Regions from separate parts of the Oryzias latipes genome. Here region 1 is linked to region 2. The links are chromatin contacts, called in public Hi-C maps. All regions are on one chromosome and are shown on one strand. The core of a region is the stretch at or near the end of the contact, and the rest is flanking DNA. Distances in the headings are between cores, read along the strand shown.

Region 1 (2,700 bases), core at 111-2,610, 140 kb before region 2:
ACTTGCTTTCTTGCAGGTTCCTACACTGCCAACTGCACTGCATTTTCCATCGATGCCATAAAGTCTTAAGTCAACATTTTAATGTTTTTATGGCCTTTCTGCTTAGGAAATGTAAATGTTTTTGAGTGCATATATGTATTTGCCATACAGAGAAATACAAATACTTTACCTGGTGATTTGTAAAGTTGTCCTGGTTTCTACTAACAGCAAGAAACGCTGTGTCTAAGGGGCCTTTTTGTCTTGTGTGTTTTTGTGTGTGTACGTGCATGATCGCGTGTGCCTTTACGCAGGTGGAGTTCGAATGGCTGCGACAGTACTGGTTTCAGGGCCAGCGTTACACACGCTTCTGCAGCTGGTGGAGCGGACCGATGGAGCAGCTGGAGAAAGACTGGAGGCTCATGGAGAAGATGGTAAAACTCTTCAGACACACAGCCGCCTTTCCTCTAAATATTTAAAAACTTTTTTTTTTCTGTGCAGTTTAAATTCAAAAGGCATTTTTTTCATAGATAAAAAATATATATTATGTTAGCCACCTTGATAAAAAAACGACAGTCTGCAAATATAGAGGAAAAAAAAAGTGCAACTTATAAAATCAGCTTTAATATTTTTAAAAGATGTACGGAGAAATATGAGTGAGTTAATAAGATGACTAGATGAGGCAGAAACATACAGTTAATATCATATTTTAATCCTAAAACAAATAATTAATCATGACATGAACTTTTGTGATATTTAAAGAAAAAAAGGATGTATTTCTTTTTACCCAAAGCACTTATTGCTAAGATGAAGATGGGTTTTATGATTTTTCAACATTTTCTCCAGTTGTAATAAATCCTCTCAGATTTCAAAACACCCAACGTGTCTAAACTTTTGCGTCTTGCTTAAACTAGATTCATGATCAGCCTGCGCTTTAACTGACAGTATGGATTTTGTAACTTCTCGTCGTGTTGCATCAGTGAGGACGTGTAATCCATTCACCTGCCTTCTATGGATATAAAAAATTATGTATATGCATTGTAACTCACGGTCATAAAGACTTCCGCTGAAATATCCAACTCATAAACAAGTCACAGATGTTTTCGGAACATCGATGTTGCAGATTCCTGCCTGATCTAACTGTCACTCTCCACCCAAAGGCTCTCTATACATTCTTTCCTTCTTGGTGAATAGGTGTCAAAGAGTTTATGCTCCAGGGCTTATGCTGAGAGGAAACAGGCCGTGTTTGAACAGCTAGGAAGTGGGAGCAGCAGGGGGCACTCTTGTACCACTGTAGCTGCAGCCGGGGAGAGAAGCTGCTCTCCTCTTCCTCCCTCTCTGTCTCCTCGCACTCCTGCCGCCTCTGGGAGCTCTTCGTCTCTGTCAGTGCCGAGCGCTGAGCAGTAATCACATCTAATGCTCAGGCGGGGATAAAGACAGGGGCTGCAGGAGAACAGTGCCGCTGCTGGCGACGCTGCTCAGCTCCAGTCGCAGCCTCTCTCGCGCACAGCGGAACAGCCTGGTGGAGGGTGGCGGCGGTGGTGGTGGTGGGGGGGGGGGGGGGGGTTAAGTAGACACAGACTAAACTCATCTTGAGCTCCACCTCTGGGCCCAGATGAAGGCTGCGATTCGGACCTGTTTTTAGAAAAAGAGCTTCAGTAAAATGTTTTCCTGTGTCCGTCCTTTCTCTTGTGTGAGTGCTGTGCACTTTTGTGCTAAACTTCTCTTCTTCAGTTTTGTGTAAACTTGCAAACACTAAACCAAATTAAGAATAAACCCTTTTTTTTGTGTTTCCCATTACAAAGTCATCCATAATTTATGACTCTACATGTAACTTAAAAAAAAATACTTTAACCCCAACCCACTTTATTAATTTAGTTAACACAAAAAGGTCATTATCCAAAAAAAGAAACTGTCTTTCGGACAAATTCATATTGAATTGATGCAAAAACAATGGAGTGCTGAGCAGAAAAAAAGAATGATGTACGATGTGATGAAAGACAACGTTATTGCCTTTGCTGGCAATATTTACATACATGCATCGACCTCTGATGTGCTGATGAAAAGCACTTCGCAGACACGACTTATCGATTTCCCTTTTTGCAGGTTCTGATAGCTTATTAGATGTTAGATTAAAAGACATTTTTCCAAATGACTTTGAGTCATTCAAATGAAGCGACTCTCCCCTCTTTGTGGTCTTTATTGCAAAACTGTTACTTCTGAAGCCGTCAATTGACAGCATAGTGTAATTTAGTGAAATACAAGTGACCCGCTGTGTGCAGATGCTGTTTACCATTCATTCATTTTGATATTTCCGTTGCCTGCAGAGTTTATTTTAATACTGCCTTATTTTTTTGTCAAATCTGATATCTGCGTGGGTATTTTAAAATAACAAATATATGTCTATTTAAATAGGCTTTATAAAGTGACAATGTATTGTTTCATATGGTGCGCTGTAGCAATAAAAGAGCCTATTGTTTTATCCTGCTAAAATAGTAATACAAACCGCCAGGCTTCCTCTCTTTATTGTCATATTTAGCAGCAGTGCTGCAGAATGCGCCGGGCTGCGTTTGTTAGTCCGTATGAAGAATATTGCAATATTGGGGGACTAGCTCCTGTTTATAGATACTGTCTCTCCCTGGGGCTGGCTCTCTGCTCCTCATGCTGTTGTCATGCAAATGTTCATCCTTCCATTTGAATGACATTCTGATAAAATACATAAAT
Region 2 (2,738 bases), core at 214-2,713:
TTTCCGTGTCGATGTTCTCCAGGTCGATTTCCTCCTCATCCTCCCTCTTGTCCCCCTCCTCCCCCTCGTGATCGCTCGTGTAAACATTCCCCTCTTCATCGGTGCGGTTCCGCGGGGCCCAGGTCATCTTGTTCTCCTTCTTTAGCCTCCTCCTGGCGTTGGCGAACCAGGTGGACACCTGGGTGAGGGTCATTTTGGTGATGATGGCCAGCATGATCTTCTCGCCCTTGGTTGGGTAGGGGTTCTTGCGGTGCTCACTGAGCCAGGCCTTCAAAGTGCTGGTGCTCTCCCTGGTGGCATTTTTGGGTCTGGACGGGTCACCGAACTGATATTGACCATATGGGTAAAAAGCGGGGTGGTGGTGGGCAAACCCGGGGTGCTGGACGCCGGGACTGTCTTTCAGTTCATACTGAGCCCCCTGCAAAGACAAAGAGCCAGAGGGGTTAGCAAGAACATAAGACACTTACTTTGGAATTGTTTAGCAGGAGAAAATAATCATGTGAAATGATGATTCAAAGGAATAAAACTGCACGAACTTCTACTAAGAAAGTAAACATTTAATGAATTTATTTTTTAAATAAAATCTCTGATAAATAAATCAATATTTGGACTAAATTGAATTTTTTTAAGCCAACACTTCACTTTTCCCTTTAACTTTCGTAGATGATTGTCTTTGTGGAAGGCTGGTACTTCAGTAGCAGACTGTACCATTTTCTTAACTCGTTGTTAGCATTTCTGGAAATTATGCACAAAGCAGAAACGTTACGCTCGACGTGTTAATGCGTCACTTTTTAACAGCCAATTTTCTCAAAACGACAAAGTTCAGTGCTCCGAAAGTTTGGCCAAGAAATGCGCACCGGAAAAAAAAAGAAAAGTTCCACTTATTTTCAGCAGAAGTTGAGGAGAAACTTAAGAGGAGACAAAAAAGAGAGAGACACTCACCAGCTGGTTGAAAATAGATATATCGTTTGTGTAAGGGAGGAAGGCTCCGTAGCCCTGCGCGGCTGCGGCGAAAGGAGATCCGTACATAGTGGAGAGGACGTTGGAGAGTGCGCCAGACGGACTGAGCTCTGTCCCAGCTCGGGCATTGCTGGCGATCCCTTGGCGCTCCGGCGGGTATATCGGTCGGATGTACTGATATCCCAGCTGAGGGAAAGACATGTTGGTGGCAAAAAAGAGGGAAAAGTCTGCTGCAACCTCACAAAGCAATGGAAATTGCCTCGATATCCACTTTTACAGTGTGAGCATGTGCGCAACAAAAGGTGCAAGCACGGGAAGTCTATATTTCCTCGGGAACAGCCAGTGTAAACGATCCGGTTGCGCCCCTTATTTCTTCCTCCTTTTCTTCTTTCCACCCTCACTTCCCTATTGATCTGGATGGACTAAGGTCAGGTCCTTACAGATTGCTTTAGATTATTGGGACTCCCTTGCTCAGATTGACATTTCTAGTCGTTTAGAAGCCCCTCCTATTTCTCAAATCTCACCCCTCTGCTACAAACTGCACACCAAACAGCGCGCGCGTTCTCTCTCTCTTCTTCCCTCCCTCTGCTCCTTCCATTCCTCCCTCCCTCCCTCCCTCCTTCTTTCTCTCCCTCAGATAAGTGCAGACGTAGCGAGCTCTTATTTGAATGGAGTTTCAAATCTCATTTTATGGATCGCCAATCTATTTCATGCGCTAAATGAGCGCCTGTCCCGTCACCGTTTTTCGGGAGGACATTTGGACATTTTTGCCACAAAAGCTAAAAAAAAAAGTTTTAAGATATATATTTTAATTATTTTAAAATGATTTTTTAAATTATAAAACTCTTATGATTTAAATAAAAAAAATAAAAAAAGGATACATGTCATTTCTTAAAATAAAAAAAGTATATTTGTAAGTACATATAAAATAAAACATGTACCACAAAAAAAACCAAAAAACTAATAGTAAAAACTTCCAAAAAATCTATCTGGTCCAGAATCTCACCTTTCCCCTTTCTTTTCCATGATCCCCCTGTTCCTCTGCTGCAGTTTGGAGGAGTCACGGACCCGCGCAAAAGCGGAGAAAAGTCCTTCTTTAATTTGGGACATCAAACGGCTCGCGTGCAAGCGCTCGACATCAAAGAGAGCCGTTGATGGGCACGTGACGCCGTTAATGAAGAGTCGGTGTAATGTGGCGACAGTGATAGCCTGACTGATAAACATTTCAGTGGATTGGGATGGAAACATGTTTATTCTGGGAAACAACATTAAGATTCCAAGTAACTTAAATCAATAGAAAAATACAAATATTACAATAATAATAATAATAATAATAATAATAATAATAATAATAATAATAATAATAATAATAATAATAATAATAATAATAATTCGTGACAGATTGTTCCACGCACGGCTTAGATTCAGAAATAATTTGGGGATATTAAAAGTGCTACATGGTTGATCTTCTGAAGAACAACACGCTCTTTCAGACAGAGCGCGATTTGAAAATTTGGAGGCAACCTGGTCTTTCTTGTAAATAATGCGGATTAAAACAAAACAAGAGAGTCAGAATTGAATTTCCATGAATCAAAAAGTGTGTGTGTGTGTGGTGAAGGGTAATCATAATCGCATTTCGACCCGTCTTTGTATCAGCATCTGCTTTGTTAATCGTTTGCAAAACAAGCGCAGAAGTTAAATTATTATTTCACGCACCGTATCCGGATCTAAGCCTCAGAGTCTTATTGACAGCGCCATCAAATCCCATCAATCTCAGT

The links. A called contact is a pair of places that touch in the nucleus more often than the background predicts.
Region 1: a Hi-C map of fibroblasts shows a contact between it and region 2, with 5 times the contacts expected there. The contact joins the enhancer-like site here to the promoter of irx3 in region 2. A contact is called at or near these places in 3 of 5 Hi-C or Micro-C datasets (embryo and fibroblasts).

Annotation. Positions count from the first base shown.
Region 1 is chr3:29,492,686-29,495,385 of ASM223467v1, reverse strand. It overlaps fto (alpha-ketoglutarate-dependent dioxygenase FTO), which reads left to right. Exons shown (of 10, transcript XM_011493353.3): 7 at 291-410. Among protein-coding and RNA genes, the nearest start is that of fto, 40 kb to the left of the region's middle. Within about 2 kb of position 1,360, at least 2 of the 8 cell types and tissues checked have an H3K27ac peak or open chromatin away from gene starts, as enhancers often do.
Region 2 is chr3:29,355,111-29,357,848 of ASM223467v1, reverse strand. It overlaps irx3 (iroquois-class homeodomain protein IRX-3), which reads right to left and starts at 1,463. Exons shown (of 2, transcript XM_011493347.3): 1 at 943-1,463; 2 at 1-418. The coding sequence starts at 1,161.